Regions from separate parts of the Mus musculus genome. Here regions 2 and 3 are each linked to region 1. A link is a contact called in public Hi-C data. All regions are on one chromosome and are shown on one strand. The core of a region is the stretch at or near the end of the contact, and the rest is flanking DNA. Distances in the headings are between cores, read along the strand shown. Region 1 holds the start of Prrxl1 (paired related homeobox protein-like 1). Region 2 holds the start of Fam170b (family with sequence similarity 170, member B). Region 3 overlaps Tmem273 (transmembrane protein 273).

Region 1 (3,404 bases), core at 288-2,787:
TGAGTGTCTCCTCCAAACCACAGCACAAGCACGGGGGGGGGGGGGGGGGAGCGAGGGGGGGGGGAGTATGTACACCTGACGCTACAGATCACTGCCAGGAAGAACTCACCCTTTGGTTCCCAGGCCCTGGTTAGAGACACCCAGGGATGCAAGCTTCTCTCACTTCTCACTACCCCTGCCCCACTTAACAACTGGGAGAAGAAAACACACCAGGAATAGGGAAAGGCATTTCCCCCCTAAGGTCTAGAGACCTTAAACAACCAGACCCTGGTCCTGGGGGCTGACGAGCTGGTCATTTGTAGTCAGAAATTCAGTAAATCGCTGAGATGAAACTATTCCTGGACACTCCTGACAGGTAACTATCAGGGAGCTTGCATCCAGGGACAGCTTTGCCGCTAGAAACTGACTTTAAGTTGTCCAGAATTTCGTGTGCGATCCCGGAGCACTCTTGCCAACGCCCAGGGTGAGAGTAGGCCCTTCCTGACACGTAGTGGAGCCCAGGACTCAGAGGGCAGTTCAACTTGCTTTGGTTTTCTGGGATGTTAGCAAAACACCGTGAAAGATTGATGCGGGCCCCCTGGGCGGAGGAGCCCCGATTAGAGGCGTGACACCAGCATCTGTGCTGGGAGGACCAGGCGTCCCTGAGGCACCCATAGCCCGGGGCAGCGCGACCCAGGCGGAGAGGGAGGTGGGAGGCAGGTGGCACCAGGGCGGAGGGATGGAGCTGGATGTAGGGGGGGGCTAAGGGTACCCCTAAACCCTGCCAAGAGGCTGCCACCTTGTGGGGCGAAGACCCCAATACTTATCAACCCTTTTGTGGCCCGGCCCTTTTGGCTAGCTTGGCCTGGCCAAACAGCCCGGGAAAGCGGCGCTTACTCACCCTCTAGCTGTGGCGGACAGTGGAAATAAAACATCGCCGACGGTCGGATGGGCCCTGATGGCTGGACCAGGGCTGGTAGCGGCCTGGCAGACTTGTGCCTGTGCGTGGCTCCGGCCTGGCTGCAAAGCAAACAGCAATAGAGCCTGAGTCTCCTGCCCGCACACCCCGAGGATCACAGGGAGTGCTCCTCCTACTAAGCCCTTCCCGAAGCCCTTGGTCCCCTGGGGCCACCGCGGGGATGGTGGGAGAAGTGGTTGCACCTCCCTTCCCAAGCCACGACCCTACGGTCAGCCTTCGGCATAGGTCCTGCTGCTGGACAACCGCGCCCTCACCAAGCTGGGCACAGTCTGGCTCCTGGTTCTCAGGGGTCCCAACCACAAGCCCTGCACTTGGCCACCGCAGCTGGGTCCGGCGATCGCGCAAGGCCATCTGCAAGCGCAGCAGCTCGGGCCAAAAGCCGGTGAAGTCCCAAGGCCCAGCGCAGGGAGCCGGGGGAGCAGCACGGGAACCCTGCCTACCTCTGCGGGAGGCGGGCGAGAAGGCCGGAGTGCGCTCGCCTCTAGTCCGCACGCGGGGCTCGGCTGGCGGCGGGCGGGGCTTGGCGCTGCTGGCGCCCGCAGGACCAGAGAAGTGACTGGGGAAGTGGCCAGATGTCTTGCTGTCTGTCTACAGCGCGCGCCGCCGCTCAGCACTCGCCTTTATAATCTCACGCATAATTGGCCTTAATCTGATTATTTCCAGCGCTGTCTACAGCGAGTAACTTGGATAGGTCTATTGGGCCTTACAAATGGCCCACGTGGTGTAAAAAAAAAAAAAAATCCGTCACTTCTCAGCAAACATCAGGAATGTTTTTCCCTTTTTTTCTTTTAAACGAAGATAAAAACAACAGCTACCAATATCATCCCCCACCCAAAAGAGATTATGTTTTAAACACTCACCCCAACCCCAGCCCTCTGGGCCCCCTCAGTCTCAACCCTTCTTTCTCTGAGTGAGATTGGATTTGGGCTCGCCCTTGTCAGAGGCCTGGAGACTCCAGGACTGCAAAATTACCAAAGCGCTGCTAATTGTCGCCGCCGGATGGGTTTTGGGGGTACTCTTTGCACACGGCTTCCCTTTCCAAGCGATCGTACAAAAGGAAAGTTTGATTTTGTTCTCAGCAAGGGGTCCCTGAATTTATGTTCGCTTCTCCCTGCAAATGATATGCAGTGGGACCCTTCGCAATTACTTTTAAAATGCATCCGAGGCAGACACTCAGCGGAGAGAGACCGCCCTTCTCTCTGCCTGGGTGAAAATTAAACTCTAAAGTACCGGGTTGAAATTTTCAAGTCAGGGGCGCGGGATTGGATCAAATCACATAAACTGCAAAAAAAGCAAGTCTAATGGCGCATAATTGGTTCTGTAATAGCATTACACCAGGATAATAGCCCGTTACGGCCCCCTGCACTATTAAGTGCTTCCCTGGCGGAAAGCCTTTATGATATTAAAGGGGGAATATAATGATATTTTGGTTATTAAATGCGTGTAATTAATTTATGCACCACTGAAAATAAAGTTGGTATTATGACCCACTCAAGATGCATCAGAAGATGCGAATCAGACAACTGTTGATAAGTTCTGGTGTCTGTGTTCCGTCTAGACTGCCGATTTTATTTTGGGACAATGGCTTCTTGGACAGACTACATAAATTGAATATTTTATAAACATTCTAATGCTGCGTTTGAGAGCCTTGGCGGAGTGGTGGGTCGGGTCCCTGCCCGGCCTGAGATCCACCCTTGATCTTAAAGACACAGAGCTTTGGAAACAAAAGGCCTGGCGGGCCCACTCGTGGACCAGCGACCGGGGCAAGTAGCGCGGAGCTGGAGAACTGAGTGCTGAGGCTCTGGCCGGCCAGTGGACACCCCTGGGAAAACAGCCAGGAAGAAACGCGGCACCGCTCCGGCGGACTCAAGGCTGGGCTGGGCCTCTTGCACTCAAGCGGCCCTTTCTAGGCTCAGCCGCTCCCGGCCGGAATCGGCCCTGCTGGGAGCAAGAAGAGGCTGGAAAATGACTGCTCGGCTCGGAGCGAACAGACCCGCCGCGCCAGCTCTCCTCCAGGGCCACAGACTCCCGCAAGACCAAGCGGCGGGCCCGAGTGGAGAACGTCGGCGAGCCAAGCCGCCCCGTGCGGTGGATGGCGCGACCACCCGGCCAGTACACAGCTTCGAGGCCCGGAGCAGACCCTTTCTCGGTCCCAGGCCACGACGAACTCGCGGGTCCGGCTTCCCTCCAGGTCCGGCTCAGGGAGCATCCCGCTCTCTGCAACTGGTTCCAGGAGCCGAGGGCCCTCTGAGCGCCGGAGTCTGCCGAAAGCCCTCTCCGATGCTCTCCTGCCCTGAGCTTCAGCTTCCCCGGGCGCCTTGCGCACTCTGGGAGTCGAGCGCTGGGGAAGCTAAGTAAGAGGAAGGGTTCCCCGCCAGCTCCGCTCAGCGCGCACTTGCATTATCCGCGGGAGCCTCGGCCCCAGCAACCTAGTACCGACTGCCGC
Region 2 (3,404 bases), core at 581-3,080, 230 kb before region 1:
CCAGTCTGGTGGTGCTCGTAGCTCCTGCATGCAGCAGTCCACAGGGTCCTCAGTCTGCGGGCAGTAGTGCTTGCAGTCTTCCAGCTCCCAGCGCAGGTCTGTGTTGGAGGCCATCTCAAAGGAGGAGCCTTTCCGCCGCTGACGCTTGATGAACTCAGCCTCCCGGATAAGGGGCTTCCTGGTGACTGGCTCAAAGCCATCATCAGTCTCCCAAGCCACTGCCACGCCGCGCACAGTCTGCACGTGGGTATACAGGGCGCACACGCTCTCAGGTGGAGTCTCCTGCTGCTCCTCAGATTTGCTGGAGTCCCAGGACTGGTACTGAGAGTAGGACTGATACTCGGAGGACGACTGGGATGATGGAGAGCTGCTCCAACCCAGCACCCCCTGTGCCCGGGCTGCCAAGTAGATGTCATCGTCAGGGAGGAAGGCAGGCCCTGGCCGCGGAGATGACTCATTCCTCCTCATGGCCCCTGAGAAGTGGAAGGACAGTTTCATCAGTGTGCTCAGAAAGGCTCCATGCGTAACTTCCCTGAGAAATCAGAAACAAAATCATACAGATTTTGGCGGCTTAGGGAAGGTGCTTGTTACTCACCAGTGATGACCATAAAACGATCTCACAGGGAGATAAGGATAAAAGAACGTGTCAAGGTTATCAAATGAGGTGTGAAAAGCCAGCACCTGGTAAACTGGAAAGTAAATTAAGATACGACCACAGAATGTAATTGTATTCTTGAATTAAAATAAACAAGCCAGGAAATGTGTGCAAAACAGACACAAGAAGTAATGTACCTGCTACCTGAAAGAAGCCATCCCATGATCTCACTTAGAAGACATTCTAGAGAAAGCAAATTGGTAGGGACAGAATAGTCACTAAGAGCTGGAGGGGTGAGCAGGACATAGAGGAGCCTTAGGGAACTCTTGGGGGTCGTGATAATTGTCTGCTTTGGCTGTGGTTGTCACACGAACAGTGTCACAGTTCCTTCCACTATACGCATCACATGCTGTGCAGACATCAGTTCAATAAAACCCACGTGGAAACCAAGAATGGAACAGGGATGTGGAGTAGTGAAGCCCCGGCTTCGCTGCCTCTGTCTGTGACTTATCTCTGTCTCGGGTGGCCTCTCATCCAATTGTGTCCCTGTCACCATGTAAGAGTGTACTATGCCGTCATTCCTTTAAGATTCACAACAAGCCTTAGAGATTTCGCTCTCCTGATTTTCATCCCACCCAGGAGACGGTGGCAGAGGATCTGCACACCAGACGGAGCCACTTGGCTCCAGAGGCAGATCTCCTCCTAAAGCGCTGCCTGCAGATACACCCTGGGATTCAATGAGTTGGCTTTCTAGATTAGCATGTACCCATGGACTATAAAGGAATGTTTATGTTGCTACAGGTCTTACACGATTAACATTATTTTTTTCTTCAAACACACATCAAAATCAATACATAAAGGTTTCATTATTGTCCACATAGCCCCTGAAATAGCCCCATAGATGCACAACAACATAAGAAGTACCAGCTTCCCCTAAAGACCACTTTTCTCATCTGCTTTGTGTGATCAACACACCCCTTTGATAACAACATCCCCTTCCCCATCTACTGACCACCTGGCCAGCACACTCCTGTGCTCTCCTCTGCGGCGTCTGGGCTGGCCATGCCCACGGCGGTCCCAGGTGTCTGTTCTCCCCTATGCTCAATGAGATGGTGTTTCATGACTTCAAACCGGCACCCAGAATCTCGTTGAGAGCTGGGGTTGGCTGTGCTGAAGCCCTCCAGCCAGCCCCAACCTGAGTGGCCACATGGTCTCTAGGAGCCTGGCTTTATTCTGTGATGTCATCAGTGACACGGGTCTGTTCTGTGACCCTTGGCAAGACTAAACGTCCCTGCCAGGTTACCAGGAAAGTATGAGGTTATTTCCCTCTGTGACCTTTTCTCCCCAGTTTCTTCTCAGGAACACAAACACAAACCCCAGACGCATGCTTTCAAGTATGTGTGCAGGCATAAAGACTTAAATGCAGGGATTGGAGAGATGGCTCAGAGGTTAATAGCCCTGACTATTCTCGCAGAGTTCACAGATTCGATTCCCATCACCCATATGGCACCACCTGAAATTCCAGTTTCAGGGAATTGGATGACTTCTTCTGGCCTCTGCAGGCACTGCCCTCATAAAGAGCAGAGATAAATGCAGGCAAAACAGCTATAAACATAAAATGAAAAAATTTCAGGCAAACACACAGGCACTTACACAAGTGTGAATGTTCACATACACAATCACTTAGATACACATGTTAAAACATACATAGACACATAGACATAGTACATTAGTATATGTTCACAGCATTCACACTGGCTGACACACAAGCATATGAAGTACATAACACTCAGCCGTACACACACATACACATACACGCACACGATCTCATATCATATGAACTGAGCCATGGATAGGCTCACAAATAAACAGCCAGCACCGAACATCAACACAGCCTAACTTCACACCATAGAAAGAGTTTTGTCAGAATGCTTGTCTCTGAGGTGCCCACCCAGCCTGCTTAGGCTCCCCAGAACTCTCTGCCACTCCCACAGAAAGGAAGCAGACTTCCCTTTCGGCATGCTTTGCCCAGCTTCTGTAGTATCACCTCCTCTTGGCTGTCCACACAGTGGACGCCTCCTCTCCCTAGGCTCAGGGGTCTTGACCTTGTTCTTCCTGTTTGTTCTGGGTCCCAGGTTCTTTGTTTTCCCTTAACCGCATCAGCCATACATATTCACACACAATTATCTTCCCTGTTTGTTTTTGGAGGCAGTATTTCCTCGTGTAGCTGAGGTCAACCTTGCACCAGCCCACGCTGGTCTCAAAGTACCCAACCTCCCAACTTTGTGTCCTGAGTGGTGGGATGGATACCACACCAGACAGATCCAGTCTCTCTTCAAATGCAATCTCTAAAAGAATAGTCGAGATGTCCTTCATCTTTCTCATTACATGGCCCATACTTAAGCATTATTCAACATGTTAACAAATGCTATAGAAGTCCTTGCCAAATCAGTGAATTAACAGTGACTACATTTGGCTGACAAGGCCATAACCTTCCTCCTGTGGCTGCCTGCTCTCTATACCCCAAAGCCCTGTAGCTCCCAGACATTGCTAGACCCTCTCACATAAGGACTTTGAGAACCACCTCCTTCTCAACTTATAAACTCAGCCTAGCACCAGTCTGGCTATCCTCCTCTTTCTCCTGTAGCACTTCCTATCATTTGCATACATTTTCATAGGTTTTTTTCACACACTTCCTGCATCAAGCTGACTGTTGCTCTGTCTCACCAGCTTTAGTCCCTTGAATTCTATATTCTCAACAGTTCTAAAAAGTGATGGATTTATCAGAACCCCAATGTTCCCAAAACAA
Region 3 (3,404 bases), core at 389-2,888, 220 kb before region 1:
TCAGCCAAGAACAGAACGCACTATGACAGTGTACCATAAGACCGCATCACCCAGTGACCTCATAGCCATCTTCATTTGCCTTAAGTAAAGCCTGCTGCACAGTGCTCATCCAACGTTGTAAGCGTGGGGGTGATGCCTTCCTCAGTTTCCTCTTCATTAAGTATCACAAGGCTCTGCTTATGTGGGGACGAGGAGGAAAACCGAACTCGTGTCTGGGAAACACGTCTCGAGGTGCAGTGGTAGGAAAGACCCCGCATTGTGCGTACAAAATGTAAAACAAGAACTGAGAATCCATAGCCATCCACCTTCGCTCACGAGAGATCCTGCCGTTCACAAACCAGATGTTTTAATTAAAACAGCGCTAAAAGAAACAAATCAATTACCAGCTCCAGTACACGATGATTTATTCTATCTCACACACGGACGATTGCTTATGAGTACCATGTAACTGCTCCAGGTGATCAGCTAACAGAAACTGCTAATGAGTAGCACCATTATCAAGGCGGACAAGGCACCCTGGGACTCCAGACGTTATTTTAATGCGGCACTTCGTTTTGAAAAATAGTTCCTCTTTCACCACAGCAGGATAAAGGTAACCTGTCTGAGGAAACCCAGACCACACAACCACCTGCCTTCATGCAGACTGGGAAAGCAGAGTTTGCCAAGACAGGAATGATTCAATTGCAAGGGAACATTCCCAGAGCCTGATAACGAGACTAGCAGGGTATAAGTTTCCCGAATCCTTCATGCAGACACGAGGCAACCATCAGCACCAAGTTGTGTGTGGCAATCAATGTGAGCCTGCATTCCTGTCGCTCTCTGTGAGGCACTGTGCCAGCATGCTCTGGATCTCCTCCTGCCCAGGGGTGTCAGTGTCCTTCTCCTCACTTACCCCTAGGCTGTCCTCTGTTCCCTCAGAAGGTCACTCTTCTGTGGATAAGCATTGCACACTGACTCATCAATTCGATGCTCCCCTGGATACTTGCACGGTTTGTCTTTAAAGTGGGGATCTCCCGACAGCTCAGACTGCAAGGCCATGAGTTCTACAAAACTAAGCCTGAATGCTAACAGCCCCACAGTGCTGAGGAGGAAGCTGTCTTGGCTTGGACTATGAGCCATGCTGGGGTGAGGTTTCATTGACGTGGACACAATGTTGTTGTAGAAGCCTGCCCAGCTCCTACATGGGCACCTAGGTTGAGAAATACAGATTCAGGGTTTCCTTTTGCCCTGCTGTCCATTCGAGCACTTCCCCTCGCAGATACTCTCCCAGAACAGGAGCGACCGCTTCCCTTGGGACACAGGGGCTGCCGATTGTAGTCCGTTTAGTACCTGCTCTTATATTGAGTTCAAGTAATGATCCATCATTGGCCTTGGATGTTCAGACTCAAAGTACCTAAAGCCTCTTCTGATGTAGCTCGCAGCTCACAGCTCAATCTCCCGGGCATCTCTAGAAAGGGACAGAAATGTGGAAGACTCACAGTTAGAGCAATCGCATTCTTACTGTTTGCTTTGTGTGTTGGTAGCACAGTGAGCACTTGAGAGGAGCTCACCAGCAGATGTCAGCACCAGAGGGCATCTCCTCGATTGACACAGAGAGATGCCTACAGCCAGTGCTGAAGCCAGATAACCAGCCACAAGGCTGTTTTTTTCTACTTGCCAAACCCAAGGCTTCACCCATTCTAATACAGTAGTGTCAGAGACTCATTCCTTGAGGTTAACCAGAATATTTGGGCAAAGTATCACTGTCCATATATAAAGAACATGTCCAGATCTGGGCAGATGCTAAGAGGAAGGAGGTAAGGAGGCTTATGGGAATGTAGTGGAAATGCGCCCTCAGCTGTAAACCACAAGTTGTTAGCGTCTATATCAGCTCAGACAGGAGGGAGGGCGCTAGCCATGATTAAAAAATAATAATAATAAAATAAAAACAAAAAAGGAGGAAAACGAAAGAAAAGATGAAGTCGCCAAACCAAACCCTAACAAAAACACCTGGTTAGGGCACAAAGCTCCTGGCTACAGGACATCTTCATGGAGATCACCAACATCTCTATGAAGGAGACAGGATTCACACCAACACTACTGTTTTCCATAAGCATCATCTATAGCGACAATCGAATGCCTCGTTTATGCTTGCACTGACTGCTCCCTAACTGCAAATGCTATTCATTGACTCTGTTCAGCAACGATCTCATGGTGTCTGATGTCTCTTGTGTAAGAGAAGCCATAGCAGGGAGACTGCAGAGCAGAGCATGCATGGCACAAGGCAAGTAAAGGTTCATAAAACAGATGCCATATCTTTGCCTAGCCTGTGCCTGGGAGCTCATGACACATGTGGTCCTTGAGCTTTCAGAGCTTAGCGGCAGAACAGACAATGATAGTGGGCAAGCCGGAAACAAGAATGGTGTGGTGGCACATGAAAGAGAGCAACAGGAATGCGCCACTTAGTCTCCTGTCAACTTGACAAGAGACTCAATAAACAGGGCTCATCCAAGGGTAGGGAACCTCAGGTAAGAAAATACATATATCCCATAGGCTCTGGTTTGTGGGGTGAGCCTGGAAGGCAAGCCAGTCAGAAGTCTTCCTCTGTGGCCTCTGCTTCAGGTCCCATCTCCAGGCTCCCGCTTCAAGTTACTGCCCTGACTTCCCTCTGTAGAAGGACTGGAAGTTGTAAGATGAAACAAACCCTTTTCTCCCCAAGCTAGTCATGATTATATATCATAGCAACAGAAAGCAAACTAGGTTGGGGGTGACCTGATCAAAGTACACTCTATGCACCCCCTGAATGTCAGGAAGAAACCCATTGTTTTGTAAAGCTAATATCCACTAATATAAATATCAAAAAAGATCTGGTGAAAGAGGTAGAGGCAGGTGAAGAAGAGAATGCTTCCAACACTGTCAAATGCTAGCGCGTCCCTCTGAAAAGGAGAATGGTCCAAAAGAACATGGAGTTTGCAGGGTCTGGTCTAGACAGGCAGAGGGTGAGCACACAGCTCACTACTTCTGTTGAGTTTAACCAGCCCATTCAGGGCTGTGGAGAGGACTTTTGGTGCCTGAGCATGCTCAGCAGTGAAGATACAGATGACTCAAGCAGGATAGCATCCTTGCTGTGGCGTCCCTGAGCTATGGAGGTGCCTCCTGGACAAGGTCATCCTCTCAGAGGAGTCAGAACTCTGTGAATGTGGATGCCAATAGCCTGCTGGGAGCCCGACACAACCTGCAGTGAGAGGAAAGCTGGGCAGAGGCGGGGACAACATAAGCTGTGTCGCTGAATATCAGCATTAGGCTGCTCAGCCATGGGCAGGAAGAGAGAGAACAAGAAAATTTGGACACCATACAATTAGAGTGACCGTTGAGCTAAAATTTTTTGCCATATTGTCTCCAGAAATCACAGGAAGACCAAAAAG

What was found. Hi-C and Micro-C count contacts between places; a contact is called where the count stands out from the background.
Region 2: a Hi-C map of bone marrow-derived macrophages shows a contact between it and region 1, with 3 times the contacts expected there. The contact joins the promoter of Fam170b here to the promoter of Prrxl1 in region 1. A contact is called at or near these places in 5 of 39 promoter capture datasets (embryonic stem cells, epiblast stem cells and hippocampal neurons), 3 of 484 Hi-C or Micro-C datasets (CD4 T cells, bone marrow-derived macrophages and embryonic stem cells), 7 of 115 datasets of contacts at active chromatin or transcription factors (embryonic stem cells, neural tube and stem cell-derived neural progenitor cells) and 3 of 9 other capture datasets (embryonic stem cells, embryonic trunk and macrophages).
Region 3: a contact with region 1 is called in a Hi-C map of myocytes, with 2.0 times the contacts expected there. The contact joins the enhancer-like site here to the promoter of Prrxl1 in region 1. A contact is called at or near these places in 4 of 39 promoter capture datasets (embryonic stem cells, hippocampal neurons and liver), 1 of 15 datasets of contacts at CTCF or cohesin (stem cell-derived epiblast-like cells), 14 of 484 Hi-C or Micro-C datasets (CD4 T cells, the MC3T3-E1 cell line, the N1E-115 cell line and 8 more), 8 of 115 datasets of contacts at active chromatin or transcription factors (embryonic forebrain, embryonic stem cells, forebrain and 2 more) and 4 of 9 other capture datasets (adipose tissue, embryonic stem cells, embryonic trunk and 1 more).

The regions. Positions count from the first base shown.
Region 1 is chr14:32,597,541-32,600,944 of GRCm38.p6, reverse strand. It overlaps Prrxl1 (paired related homeobox protein-like 1), which reads right to left and starts at 1,537. Exons shown (of 7, transcript NM_001347590.1): 1 at 1,399-1,537; 2 at 881-999. The coding sequence starts at 914.
Region 2 is chr14:32,832,388-32,835,791 of GRCm38.p6, reverse strand. Fam170b (family with sequence similarity 170, member B) reads right to left here and starts at 1,830. Exons shown (of 2, transcript NM_001164485.1): 1 at 1,608-1,830; 2 at 1-473. The coding sequence starts at 1,716.
Region 3 is chr14:32,814,890-32,818,293 of GRCm38.p6, reverse strand. Tmem273 (transmembrane protein 273) reads right to left here. Exons shown (of 5, transcript NM_001163616.1): 5 at 326-1,447. The coding sequence ends at 1,423. Among named protein-coding and RNA genes, the nearest start is that of Fam170b, 17 kb to the left of the region's middle. Within about 2 kb of position 1,638, at least 9 of the 459 cell types and tissues checked have an H3K27ac peak or open chromatin away from gene starts, as enhancers often do. A contact at or near this core is called in myocytes, where this site is marked.